Regions from separate parts of the Gossypium raimondii genome. Here region 2 is linked to region 1. A link is a contact called in public Hi-C data. All regions are on one chromosome and are shown on one strand. The core of a region is the stretch at or near the end of the contact, and the rest is flanking DNA. Distances in the headings are between cores, read along the strand shown. Region 1 holds the start of LOC105798107. Region 2 holds the start of LOC105798114 (LRR receptor-like serine/threonine-protein kinase RPK2).

What was found. A called contact is a pair of places that touch in the nucleus more often than the background predicts.
Region 2: a Hi-C map of leaf shows a contact between it and region 1, with 3 times the contacts expected there. The contact joins the promoter of LOC105798114 here to the promoter of LOC105798107 in region 1. A contact is called at or near these places in 2 of 2 Hi-C or Micro-C datasets (both in leaf).

The regions. Positions count from the first base shown.
Region 1 is chr9:2,143,485-2,151,131 of ASM2569854v1, forward strand. It overlaps LOC105798107, which reads left to right and starts at 3,512. Exons shown (of 7, transcript XM_012628024.2): 1 at 3,512-3,646; 2 at 4,697-5,293; 3 at 5,391-5,472; 4 at 5,591-5,657; 5 at 6,574-6,759; 6 at 6,892-6,949; 7 at 7,417-7,647. The coding sequence starts at 4,741. The coding sequence ends at 7,571. LOC105798106 reads right to left here and starts at 3,407. Exons shown (of 10, transcript XM_012628022.2): 1 at 3,170-3,407; 2 at 2,952-3,081. The coding sequence starts at 3,262.
Region 2 is chr9:2,297,471-2,305,117 of ASM2569854v1, forward strand. LOC105798114 (LRR receptor-like serine/threonine-protein kinase RPK2) reads right to left here and starts at 3,855. Exons shown (of 1, transcript XM_012628034.2): 1 at 1-3,855. The coding sequence starts at 3,641. The coding sequence ends at 246.

The DNA of each region.
Region 1 (7,647 bases), core at 2,262-4,761:
AAATCATATTTAGATGAAAATTTAGAAATGGGAGTTCGGATTTTTAAAAAGGCAAAACTGCAAGTTCTTCCTCCCCAACAAATTTGGCCAAGGATTTCAAGATTGGCCTCCCCAAAGTTTGGCCAAGGGATCATCCATTTTAAAAATCATATAATTTTTACTCATTTCATTAAAATGAGTTTAGATTTTAATATATATACATAAAAGAATGTAGCCTGATTTCAAGAAAAATCCTTAGCTCAATATGCCAAAAATCACTCTTTAACATTGAAAAAACAGTTTGATTAAGATTATTGAAATCTATCCAGTCAAATTTTATATTTTGGACTCATTTTAAACCAAAGTATCTAAATCAGCGCCTAAGGCAAGATTACAATTATCCAAAGCACAACCACATCCAAACAACTCATAATCAAATAGCAACTTCAAGTAATGTATCCAAAACATCACAACACTGCCAAAAATCACAAATAAACACATCCAAACAATTCACAATTACATAGCAATGTCAAACAATATATCTAAAACACCATAACATCCAAACAATCACAAATATTAAGAAAAATTAGGAATTTTCAAAGACAAAACTCTTTTTAAAAAAAAATCAAAACCCCTTTTTACATTACTTGGAAGTTAAAACACTGAAGTTTTACCTTAGAAATCTTAAAGGTTTCTTAATTTCTCCAAGATTGGGTTTCTCTTTCAACACAAGCTCAAGAATTATACGAGTGGCATAAAAAAAAAATCTTAAACATTACTTAACTCCTCGAAGATTGGGTTTCTCTTTCAACACAAGCTCAAGAATTCTATGGGTGGCATAAAAAAATCAGGGTTGCTTTAAACTCCACCCACTTTGGGTTTTTACCCTAGAATTGCATTCTTCTTTTTTTATTGTGTTACCATTTTGAGAATTCAAATCTCTCCCAAAATTCAATTTTAGTTCTAATAGATGGCATAAAATCTGACGACAAATTCTTCAACTTAGCTAATCATGTATGATCAAAATGGATTTAAAGGCACAAAATGTAACCCAGGGTTCAAGGCTACAAAAGAAAGGATAGTCTAGACCAAATAACTATTTGAAGGCAAACCAAGAACCATTTCTTTCCATTAGGAACTTCCTATTTCTTCTTTTTTTTTTTTTCCTTTCACTCATTTCATTTCTTTCTTCTTGTTTTGTTTTCTTTATTCACACTTTTCTTTCCCTTCTTTTCATTTTCAACTTTTGTTGTTGCCTCTCGAAATGAGTTCAAATTTCCAAGCTCTCTTACATTGGCACCTATATCTTGAGGCTCCAATTTCACAGCATAAATGAAAACCACCGGCCCATTTTTTAGACAACTAATTTTGTACTAGACACCAAAAACTCGATTATCCCTAATCTAAGTCCCAAGGTTTTGCTTAAATTGAGTCTCGTAAAATAGACTGAGACCTTTGGCACGTTCAAAAGGAACCTAAAGATCCCGATACAGGAGTTAATAGGAGAGTTAAAATTGGAAGGCTCAAATTAAAAAAGTCAACCATGCATCCTTAAAGTGAAAAGTCAACATTTTGAGAGAGTTAAAATGGATGAGTTAAATGAGCTTAATGAGTGGGAGAAATGGAAGTAAGAAGGGGGCAAATTATAGTCCCATCCTATGTTGCTCGAACCCTTCATTTTTCTCTAAGTACCCATGTTCGGCACTTGTGTCCAATAGTTGGATACAAGGATATACCCTCCAAAGATCTTCCAAATGCATGAAAAAACATAGAAAAATCTAACCATGATTGTGTCAGATACATATATGCATCACTCACACCTGAACACAAGTAACATAAGTTCCACCCCATTTTCATCTGTAGGCTAGGCACATCACGCATGTACATTATCAAATGCAACTTGCCTAAAGTGGTCTACATTGCTTTTCTTGTCTGGCACTAAGGTATAGTGTTGTAAGGCGTACGCCTCGTGCCTTTGCATTAGACAACAAAAGCGCCTCAGACCCTTTCTCATGAGGTCCATTTGATAATTGATTAAGCATGCACTTGGTCCACCTCGGCGCACTCTTTGCAAGGCAATAGGCACAAAAAAGAAAAGCCCACCCAACCAAGGTTACCTTTAACTTCTATTATTTTTCACATTTTTGTTAGATATATCTTCACTGGTAAGAAAGGAATAGAATCCAATTCTATATTCCTCAATTATTTGAGTATTCAACATAGAAATGGACCATCTTGACCAACAAAAAAATTTACATGTTTTGTAGATAAAGTAGACCATATATATGATATATATATATTACATATATATATAGAGATTTATATGTATATATATGACATATATACATAGATAAATTCATAGACAGACACGTACAAAGTTTCACCCATGTACATATAGCGATTTACTTCACTCAAGTTGGAGTCTTTTTTTTTTTTTTTGCCTTACACCTAGAGGCAACATTGGGTCCTAGTGCCTAGAGAGCACCCTGCACCCTTGACAACATCGCTAAGGCAAAAGGCCTAAGCGCATGCCTTAACAACACCAGCTGAATCCATTTCCATGCCATTGCAACTCAAATAAATAAATAGAAGTTACAAGTGACTTCAAAACAAAAGTTCGATCTACTGCACTAAGAAGTAAGAAATAAAACTTAGTTTGAAAGATCTCAACTATTTTGTCAAAAGAAGTTGCAGACTTGGTAGCTGTTATGTACTCAAATGATTAAAACTGGAGAAAATCAAAACCAACCATTTATTTTCCAGAAAGTTGAATCTTTAATTTATAGATTTTTGAAAACATTATTTGTTTGTAATTCCAAACACGCTTTAAGAAAATGCAACAACTTGACATAATATTAAGAATTCCACAAACTTCAATGAAACGCGAATGAAGCTAAGAAAATAATATTCATCTCAATTCATAAATCTCCCAAATTATTCAAATAAATAAAAAGAAAAGGGGTAATTTGTACCTTTATCAGAGACCTTGGAAAACACCAAATCAGCAGAAGTGAGCATCAAAGAAGCTAAATCCAACCATCTTCCCATCACTATACACTCTTGCGCTTCCATACAAAGTCTCGTCACTTGCGGCTCCGCAACCTTCCACCATAATTGAGCAAAACAAAATTAATGAAAATTTAAAATTTCTGATTTAAGAATTTCTTTTTGGAAAATAAATTGAGGTTACCTCTGGACCAGCATCGGCCCAAGCGAGTTCGGACGTGAAGCGGACGACGGCGAGAGCGGGATCATCTTCGGAGGTTGGAACGACTGTGGTCATTGTCGTTTTGCAGCTCTCTGTAAAACCCTGGCTTCGCTTTGGTAGGGGGCGACAAAGCAGACAGAAGAGCAGCAAGAGAGCGAGTGGAAAACCCTCAGTTTTTTTTTTTTTTAAGTCATTATTATTTTAAAGATATTAGTTATATTTTTAAGGAATTTGGATTGGTACGGACAGTTAAAAACCAGACCAGATCCAAAAGAACTGAAAGTATTGATCATAAAACGGCGTCGTTTACAAGTAGCTTAACCCCAAAGTAATAATGAGAGGGGGCGGTGGGTAGATATAAGAGAAAAGTAAGATCTATAGGATACTAATAAGTCGTTTATCTTTTTCTACAAAATCCCAATCTCTGACATCAACAACTGAATCCCATTTCTCTAAGAGGTCTGTTCTTCTTCTTCTTCTTCTTCTTCTTCTTCTTCTTCTTAATACCTACTTTTTTGGTTTTTAACATACCCTGTGTTAGGATTTATGGGTCTCTCTCTGTGTATTTGAAGTGTTGTTACATGTTCTTTCTTAAGCTTAATTCTTTGTTCTAAGAACGGATTTGCTATTGTAATCACGGAAAAGCCTGGAATTTTGTGTTGAGGCAAAGATAAAATTAAAAAGGACTTGGGGGCAGAAGATGATTTTTTTTGTGTGTGTTCAAATGATTGACTTTTTGGAGAGGATAGAAATGCAATTTGTTTTCGTTAAAATGGACTAAATTAAACTGTTAATTTTTGAAAGGGATTAAAAGTGCAATTATACCATTTAACCCTGGCTTCCACCCTGATTGGAGTACAATTATTTTTTATATACACCACAGCAGTGGAATTCAAAAACTATTTGTTTTACCAGATTTATGCACTTTTATTTGTTCATGTTGGTTTAACTATGGTAAGAAACCCAATGTTGAGTTATACTAAGTTTGTATAGTTAGATAAATCAACAACTAAAAGGTATAACTATGTTCCTTCGACTCTTCATTATCCTTGAACTATCTGTGTCCGACTTATAGAAGTGTATGCCCCTTTAAAATTATGGAAGAATACAAAAAATTTATCCTTAGTCCAAGCAACATAGGGGTATAATACAACTCTCCATACTTGAATCTTAGTTCAAAAAGCTGGTTGGACTATAATGTTTTTGCTAGGTCATGTGAGTTTATAAACTTGGAAAATATAGATGTGTTCTGTAGATTGTTCATAATTTAACTGGATGACTTGAGTTAGAATATGTATTTTAGCATTTAGACTATTTTTGTATTTTAGACTCTGGGTATGGGAGACTGTTTGCCTAGATATCCAATCCATTGAATTGTTTGGTTGTTCCTAAATAACGAAGAGAAAATTTTATGTGGAATCATGAATGGTTAACTAATAGCGCCGAGCATGAAGTTTGCATGTTATATTAGTAAGTTTGCTTCATCATGTCATTTGATACTTATTGCAGGGCCCTATCAAAAAAGGGAATGAATTGAGGAGGTTGGGGGAAACATGGAGGCTGACTTGGTTAAGGAAAATGATAGAAAACGATCATTGCATGAAAACCATGGGTTTTCAACCAATTCTGATTCTTTCTCAATAGCCAATATTGAAATGCAAGGTAGCTTTGTAGAATTAAATGAGTCGCAAGCTTCATTTGTGGGAACTTTCGAGACAGGCAAGGATGCAGCCCAGATTTTTTCAGAAACAAGGTCAGCGATTAGAAAGAAAACCAAGTTTAGGAAAAGGATGGAGCAGCTTGATTCCTCGGACTGTAGTGATCAAAGTCAGATTGATAAGCATCCTGAGGAAGTTGGCCTTACTAACACTGATCAAACGAATACTGTTTCAGGTCCAACTCTATCGGATGAAGGGAATAGTGAAGAAAAGATTGATTCATTTGATGCAAATGATACGAGTGATGTATCTCTTGCTATTGCTATACCTCCTGTTAGTCAATCGAGGAAAAAGCTGCTTGTTCTTGATTTGAATGGGTTACTTGCCGATATAGTCTATAATCCTTCAATTGATTGCACTCCAGATGCACTTGTTGCAGGACGGGCAGGTAAGAACTTGGTTTCAAAAACTTTATATGCTTGTTAATGCTTTTTGCATTCTAAATATTTTTAAAACTAATTGGAAATTTGCTTCTTTTCTGCCAGTTTTTAAGAGACCCTACTGTGATGATTTTTTGAAGTTCTGTTGTGAGAGGTTTGAAGTTGGTATCTGGTCTTCAAGAAACAGGTACTTCTCATTTTTTTTCTTTTGGAAACAAATAATTTATTGCCTTCTCTTAGTGCTAGATTGTTGCCATGGAGAATTGATGTATCATCTTACTTGCTGGAATTTTGAACTTTTGCAGGAAAAATGTGGAAAGATTTATTGATTTTCTGATGGGAGATATGAAACAAAAATTGCTGTTTTGTTGGGTAATTATGGCCTGTTTCATTTTACTTTCTGTTAAACCATGCAATCTGCATAATTCTTCTTTATGTTTTTGTTTTCTAAGTCATCTTCGATAGCATTGCCTTGTCGTTATCTATAGTTAAGAAAATGTTCAAGCTAAAAGCATTCAAGATTGATGGTTGTCACTAACAATAGTAAAGATTGAATCTTCGAGCTGTTTAACCTTTGATTTTTATTTTCAGAAAAGAAAAGAAAAGGCCTGCTTGGTCCCTTTACCTAAGAAAATGCTATTGCTGATTGGTATTCAATCACCAGCAAGAGTAAAGATTGAATCTTCGAGCTGTTTAACCTTTGCTTTTGTGTTATCAGAAAAAGAAAGAAGAAAAATGGCCTGCTTGGTACCCATCTAAGAAATTGCTCTTGCTGATTGATATTCGATCACCAGCAAGGGTAAAGACTGAATCTTTGAGCTGTTTAACCTTTGCTTAGAATTCTCAGGAAAAGAAAAGGAAAAAAGGCCATCTTGTTGTCCCTGCCTAGAAAGTGCTCCAGCTGATTGGTGGTCAATCACTAGCAAGAGCAAACATTGAATCTTCGAGCCATTTAGCCTTTGCTTTCTGTTCCATAAAGAAGAAAAAACCCAATGAGTAACGAAATTCAATTTCCTTAGTTTCAGGATTAGTTGCTTTTCTGACACCATTTTACATAAGAGCTAAGATAAAGAGATAGCATGAGAAGATATTGAGTGCCTACGTAGTAATGCCGTGCTTGAACAATTCATGAAGTAATATGTCGTAATTCTTGAAGATTATTTGGGTACATACAAATGTACTGGTCTAATTTCATTAATGCTTTTTGCATCAACTACGATTTTATATGCAATTAAACTGGGAACAGTTCCAATTCTGATTCATTTGCTTTATGCACAATATTTATTAGGATTCGTCTTACTGCACCACGACACAATTCAATACTCTTGGGCATAAATATAAGCCCTTGGTTTTTAAAGATTTGAGGAAGCTTTGGGAAAAACATGACCCTGATCTTCCATGGGAGAAGGGATATTATAACGAATCAAACACGTTGTTGATAGATGATTCTCCCTACAAAGCACTGCTTAATCCCGTAAGTTAACGGACTACTTCATTTTGTTTTATTTTTTTGTTTAGATCACTAATATTTTCCTTTGTCTTCCTAACATAGGTCCCTGATATATATATATATATTTTTTTTTCGATTTTCTACTAATCTTTGCAGCCACATACCGCAATATTTCCTCATTCATTCAAGTTCGACATGAAGGATAATTCATTAGGTAAAACAACTTTTGGAATTATTTACATTTGTGGTAAAAGTACTATGAAGGCTCTAGGAGTCAAATTGCATTTTACCCCCTCTACTCAAAAAATAGGCAAATTAGTCCTTATACATTAGATTAAAGAGCAAATTAGTCCTTTTTGTTAACAATTTCATCCATTTGTACCAGTAAAAACTGGCGTGGTAAATAGAATAACTAGACAATAACACGTGGTGTGCCACGTTTACCACATGCTGACATCTAGGACCAATTTTTAACAGTAGAAATGGATTGAATTTTTAGAATGACCAATTTGTTGTTTGATCTACCGTATCGAGATTAATTTGCCTAATTTTTTAGTAAATGGGACAAAATGCAATCCAACTCTTAGTACAAGGGACTTTATGGTACTTTTACCTAGTTTTGTCAAGTTCCATCATTTGAAGAATGTTGAATAACTTGGTTCTTTTTTGTGTGTATTTCAGGTGACGGAGGAGATCTTAAAGTTTACTTGGAAAGACTAGCTTCAGCTGATAATGTACAGAACTTTGTCGAGCAAAATCCACTTGGTCAAATAGCTATCACTGAAAGAAGCCAAGATTGGGGATTCTACAGCCAAGTAATCGATACATGTCTTTAGTCCGAACTACAAAATGATGTGGGTCTTCCGACTTAACTTCTAGTTCAGTTTCTGTTAACCTGAAATGAAACTTCAG
Region 2 (7,647 bases), core at 2,605-5,104, 150 kb after region 1:
TTACAACTCTAGAACTTGGATTAAGAAAAAAAAATTTATCTGTATTCATCTGCAGTCATCAGTGAACCCCTTATATCCGAGAAATAGCATCGAAAAATGGGGGCAAAACTGTAATTACAATTTACAAGTGGCAATAACTACAGTTCAGAACTCTACCTAAAGGCAGCCAGCGACAACGATCATACAGTGAGTGGGGGCTTACCTCCTATGACCACTATGTTAATCAACAGAAGCTTTATCAGGTCCTAAAAAGACGGTGGCTCAAGTTGCTTTAGCCGTCGCACTACTTGTTTCATTGTAGGTCTAGTCGAGAGTGAATCGACGGTACACACAACTGCCAAGTGTAGAACTTCGACCAAGTCGTTTTGGGGACCTGCATCCCATAAACCTGCAGTGAAGAACTCTTTGGCTTGGCCTTGTCGTAAGAGCATGCAAGACCATTGAACGATGTTGAAACCATTTCCGTAAGGAGAAAATGAAGGATCTAAAGCTTTCTTATCAGAGAGCAGCTCGAGGAGTACCACCCCGTAACTGTAAACATCAGCTTTATCAGAAACACGGCAAGTCATTGCATATTCCGGAGCAACATACCCGAAAGTTCCAGCAACACCTGTGGTAGCGTGAGTTTCTGAAGTTCCCAAAAGTCTGGCCAAACCGAAATCCGATAAATAAGCATTGTGATCATCGTCTAACAAGATATTGCTTGGTTTGACATCACGATGGAGAATACGTGGTACACATTGATCATGTAGGTAGGCGAGAGCTCGGGCTATGTCTAAAGCAATCTTGTGAAGTACCCTCCATTCCACAGCTCTCGTCGACCTCTCTTGAATAAACTTTTCCAAGTTACCACCCGGCAAATAATTGTATATAAGGAATGTCTCAGTTTCACTGGCATGGTACCCGATTAAAGTGACAAGATTCGGGTGGCGTAACCTCCCGAGAATTTTAATTTCAGCATCAAACTGTTGAAAGCCTTGTAACCGTCCAATAGCAAGCCGCTTTATTGCAACTAAAACTCCAGGAGAGATCTCGGCTTTATAAGTTGACCCGAAACCTCCATTCCCAATACAGTTGCTGGCATTGAAATTCCCTGTGGCTTGCACAACAATGTCAAATGTCAACGGCACCGGGATTTCTGTGAAAATAGTCACTTCTTTTTTGGTGGTGCTGATTTTGGATCTTGAATTCCACTTCCTCGTAAATAGGAATAAAATAACAAGAGCCAGAAGAACGGAAACAATGGCTGAAGCGGATGTTATCGATGCTATCTCGATTGAACGGAAACCACTATTTCTATTCTTTTGAGTTGCAGGTCCCGGTGGTGATGCAGCATAATTTTGTGAATCACCTGCTCTAGCTTGATCTGAAGATGGCATTAAGGTGTATGAACGGCACGGTTGTAGAAGAGGGTTTCCGAGAAGGCTGCTGCATTTCATCAAATTATTACTCGACGGCAGTGGCCCCGACAAATTATTGAAGGACACGTTGAAAGAAGAGAGCATAGTCACATTCGCCAAACCAGACGGAATTTGCCCGGACAATTTGTTGTTATTGAGCAGAAGAACAGTCAGATTTTTCAAGTTAACCAGGCTTTCAGGAATTTCACCAGAAAGTGAATTTGACAACAGCTCCAACTTTTCTAAAGATCGCAACAGCCCGAACGTGGAAGGAATAGAACCAGTCAGATTGTTACCAGCCAAAGAAAGAAACCGGAGATCCTTCATCTGCCCAAAACTGCTCGGAATCTGACCTTGTAACAGGTTCCAACTCAAATTAAGAGAAACAAGTGAATCTAAGTCTGCCATGCTCGGGGGAATCAGCCCAGTTATTTGATTCATAGAGACATCCAGAAATTTGAGAGATTTGCAAACTTTACTGATGTCCTCCGGAATCGGACCAGACATTCTGTTGTAGCTGACATTAACAAACAGTGCATCCAATCCGTTGCAGTTCTCGAACAAATTCCCAGGAAATGGTCCACTGAGAAAGTTCTCTCCGGCATAAAATGCATAAGAAATATGTTTCTCCAATCTTTGTGGTGAGACCGGCATTGATAAGACACTGCCACTGAAGTTGTTACCAGCAAATTTGTGAAACACAGCAGGACCCCCATCTCTGTCCAAAAAATTGATAGATGTTCCAACCTGAACTTTACTCGCCAAAAATGATAAATATGCTGATGTTGGGTTGAAGGGTTCAAAAGAATAGGAATCCGATGTAAGAACATCGGGACATCCACTGTTGTCGAATCTCGGGATATTACCTGACAAGGAATTTTCACTGACATCGAAGACACTCATACAAGGAACTGCAAGTTCCTTTTTAAGCTCTCCAGTAAGGCGCTTATTCGAACTCAAGTCAAGATACCGCAGCTTCTTGCAGAGCGTAAGACCGACCGGAATTTCACCGGCAAAGAAATTCTGCGCCAAATTCACCATCTCCAAGTTATCACAAGAACCCCAATCTTTCGGCAAGTTGCCTTCTAACGTTGCTCTTGGAGCCCATAATACCCTCAGCTTTGAAAGCTTTGTAATTTCACTCGGGATCGCACCTTGATAAAAATTAAAATCATCACTTACATAGTTTGCATCCCCTTTAACCATAGCAAGGTTATCATATGGATTAAACATACTTGAAAGAACAAGCACTGTCAAAGCAGAACAGTTCCCGAGCTCAACAGGTACCGGACCACTCAAACTATTCCTTGAAACATCCAACACTTCAAGATTCTGAAGCTGACCGAGTTCACGTGGAATGCCTTCTTCAAACATATTTGTATATAACAACAACGACCTCAAATGACTACACTTCCCCAAACTAGCAGGAATCTCCCCAACAAAGTAGTTCCCCGATAAATCCAAATGCTCAAGCCTACAATCTTCACCAATATCAGCCGGTAATGACCCCCCTAACCACGTAAACGACAAATAAACATCTCTAAACCTTCCGACAAATGCTGGAACGGTTCCATTCACAAGATTACCAGCCAAGTTTAACATCTCCATTCGTTCCAAACTCGAAAGCCAACTTGGTATCTCTCCTCTGATATTATTAAACCCTAAATTAAGAACTCTCAAATTCTTTAACCCGGAAACTGTAACAGGCAATTTCCCAGATAACAAACAGTTCTCTAAATCAAGTACTTCCAACTTTTCCAACCCCCAAATTTCAGAAGGGATTTCACCATGAAATCTATGAAAAGGAAGTGATAAAATCTTAAGTTCACTCAATTTCCCAATGGAAGGCAACAATTTACCAGACAAACTCCCATTACTTACCCCACAATTCCTTCTAATACCAAATCCATAAAATGGGTATAAACTGTAGTTAGAACAAGAAAACGAAGCAGAAACAGCTGTTTTGTTGAGACTATTATTACCTTTTGGACCTTTCCCAAAACCAGTTATGTTAAGAGACAGAACCTTGAAGTCTTTGTCACATGTAACACCAGACCATGAACAGTGATGGGAATTCTCGGACCAAGTGGATAAAAGCCCCGAAAGATCTGAGACAGACTCCTTAAATTCAAGAAGAACAGCTTTGTCTGAAGAATCATCACTCCAAACGACACAGTTCAACGCACAGAAGAGTAAGAAAAATGGCTGCCACTTGATAACTGGAGCTGAAAACGAAGCCATCTTTCAAGTTGAACTTTTTTTTTTTCTAAATGAAAAACTTTAAAAAAAGGCTCCCTTTTTACAAGAATTTGAAGAGGTGAATCTGGGTTTTCTTCTTCGTCTTCTGGTTTGGGTTTTTTTAAAAACCCTAACCCTAATTTTTCGGGCTATTTGGGGAGAGAGAAAATTTCAACAATGAATGGACTCGTTTACTTTCCTTTTCTTCCTTCTTTCGTCTTCCAAAGTTTCTTTAGAACTTTCTTTTTTATTTTTCAGTTAATGGGAAAATTATTAAAAGGTATGGAAAACTTTTGTTATTTATGTAAACATCCGAAACTTATTTTACATTTTTAATTGAGTCCTCCTAACTTATTGGAATTTTAAAGAAAATTTTCGGTGCACTTTTAGTGGAAACTGTCAAATCATTTTATTTATTTTTAACACAAAGAATACAGGATTTTATTTTATTAATTTAATATATAAATATAAAAATGTTTTATTTTAACTAATTAATTGAATCCTGTACTAAAACATAAACATATATTTTTAGAGTATTTTTAGAAAATATAATTTTATTTTTCTCAAATTTCATAATATTATTTATTTTTGCTTAGATGAAAGTACTAATAATCTTTTGTGAGGATCATGCAATTAGTTGTTAACATAATTTAAAAGAATAGTTAGAAATATAACTAAGATAAAAAGAAAGTTTAATATTGAATAAAATTTAAATTTAATGAATTAAAATTTTCATTTTAAATAAAAAAGGTAATTTTAATGGAATTTAAATTCATGTTTAATGAGAATAATAATATATTATAATTTAAATAACAATTTAAAATATAATTATAAACATATAAAACTTTAATGCAAAAGAGAAATGTCCATTTTAACCCTATTTATTTCAAAAAAATTCTTAAGAATTCATCCTTGTAGGATTGATATTAAAATATTTAAAATAGATAATATATATAATTATGGTGCACCATTTAAAATCTAAAATTTAACTTAATCACGATGAGTCTCAATTTTAAAAGAATTAAAGTACACACGCGCGCAAGTGACGCGCACACACATATAAATATGAGTTACAATTATATATTAGCTTAGATGTTACATCAACACAAAAGAAATGCTAACCTAACAGAATTGCCTCGAAGCTTGACCTAAGTCTAGATATTCAAGTGGTTGACTTCGCCGGAAGTGGGGTTTGCACCAATAGCATACAATGTCTTCGAAGATAATAACCCTTCATCATAACTTAAGCGGAAGTATTGCGATGGATCACATTACCTAATCCGAGTTGACCATACTTGTTTTGTCTCCCCTAAAATAATTTCTCATCTTCTCTTGAATTACGGTGAAGGAAAAAATAATATTAAATTAACAAAATCTTTAAAAAATGTAAATGGATCTCACATTTCTAAAATAATTATAAAACAATATAATAATTACTACTATAAAATTTAAAAAATATATAAAACTTCATCTAATATATTAAAAAAGTGTAATACCTAAAAATTTAAATATTCAGAACATGAGAAGGTTGGAAATTTTAAAGGTTGAAGGTCTTATTATATACAAAAGTAAGTAGGTAAGTATGAAATAAAGAAAAGAATTTATATAAATTAAATAAAAATTAAAAAGTAATTGGTTATTAGAAAATTTAAAAACATATTGTAACCTTTAAAATAAATTAAAATATAACTCTTAAAATTAAAAAAAAAAGTTTGGTATAAATACTGATTAACAATAAAAGTAATATTTAAAATAATATTAATTAAAAAACCACATTTTTTATTAAGAATTGAGTATTAATTTGATAGTATGGACATTGTTCCTACTGTAAAAGGATATGGGTTCGAGTGCGAACATTGTTCCTAATGTAAGAGGATATGGATTTGAGTGTGTTAAAGCACATTAACTTCTAAATTATGAGTTGGGGGAGGGGCTAGACATTATATCAAAGAGAGTATCACGCATCAATTCAATTGAGTAAATAATGAAAAATATTTTTTTCAAGTAAAATTGTATTATTTTGAGGGTATTTTATTATTTTAGGAATATTTTTATCATTTTTTATGATTTTATATATATAAAGTATTCCCACGTAACATAGTAGGATTTTAGGAAAAAACCTGAATTCGTTTGCTATGTTTATAAATATTTTTAATTTTAAGAAGAAAAAATTAAAGTGGGTCCTACAAAGCGGTCAATTACGGGTTTAATGATTTTTATTCCTTTGATTTGATAGGTTTAAAAGACAAATTAATTTCAACTTTAAGTTCCCACGTGGCACGCTTAGCTGATCCCACGTGGATCAGCCTTCCAGAAGGTAAAAGTGGGGCCCTTTGTTTTTTTAAAGTGGGCCCATTGTTCTTTTTAGGGATTACCTTAATTCAGGGTTGATGAGGTCCACGTTAGATGAAAAGATTAAAAAATTTGTTTAAAGTTTTATTAAATTAATAGGCAAAACATGTATTGCGTGTATGAATGGAATAAATATATTTGTAAAGTTTTCTATAATTTCTTTTAAAAATTAAATAGGTAAAATAACTAATAAAATTATAAATATTGATGCACTAAATTATATATAAAAACAAAGTTTGAGGATTAAATTTTAAATTCAAAAATTGAAATTTAATCATTTATGTTTATAATGAAAAAGAAACTTTAGACAGGTGTCAAAAAAGAAGACGTTAAGGCCTCTCTTTTATATATAGTAGTATAGATATTATTATTTTCCATAACATACGATGTTTCAAGATTATCTATTCGCCTTTTTTTAATATTAATCAAGTTCACCACTTATAAGTATCGAAATCTACATGGATATGTTTTGGTTGAACATCTACTTGTATATGTGTCGAGTTCAAAACTTTCTTTTTAAAGATTATTAAAAAAATTTAATTGTCATAATTGGTCACGGTAATATGACATTATATTGACCTTGACATCTATGAGTGTCGAGATTAAACATTTTCTTCAGAGGTTCTTAACGGAATCTCTTATAAATTAACCAGCACCTCACCACCTGTAAATGCACCCAACTCCTCCTCCATTTCTAAACTCCACTAACCTTAAAGCCTTTCAATTAATACATTTAATAAACGTTCATCAAATTATTTTTCTCCAACCTATTCAAGCTTCAATCCCTTGTCAGATGAAAGATTTTGACTTAATTTCAACGAAGCTATACATGATTTTCCTATTCTAAATGTTTCTTTTTTTTAACATAGTCTCTAACAAATGTTTAAGAATTTTGTTCGATAAAGAAAATCTTCTAATTTAAATTCTTTTAATGTTTTTATATCGGTACAATTTTTAAACACATGCAAAAGGTCATGCTTAAAAAGGAATTTAACTATCTATGGTACTAGCAAAAAAAAACATCTAAATCAAGAGATGGAGTTGAATTGAAATCCTCAACCTTACAAGGGACTAAAGTTTGACGATTGACCACGACATGACATACGAACGCCGAGTAGAGAATCGACATAAAATATCAATAATTAAGGTGGCTTAACTGCAAGTGTGACAAGTCAGTTGTAATATTCGTAAGTGTTATAATGGAACACTTTGAGTATTCTAAGGATCGAGCCCAATAGAGATTGAGTGATAAGGTAATTAACAACGATAACGCAGACAACTAAGAAGTCTAGCTAGCTAATTACTAAGTATCATATTATGACAAATCATCATCAAATGCTAACTACACTAAATTGCATGACAGTCAAAAGTGCACAAATATCAATTCAATGGGATAAAGTGGTCAGTTGATATCCATGTTGCTAGTCAATTCTTGGATTAGGGGTCTTAATTGCTTAAACTCCTAATTGGTTCAATTTTACCTTTCGATCACCATTTTACCCAATTAGATGACTTAGTTCGGTTTATCTCTCAACCTCACTAAAATAAATCCTGACAATCAAATTGGTTTGCAATAGGTTCTCTTCTCGGTCTCACCTATCTAAATGTTCACCTAAAGGTGTCAATTATAGGTTTTGAAGTTTATTCGATTTAGTTC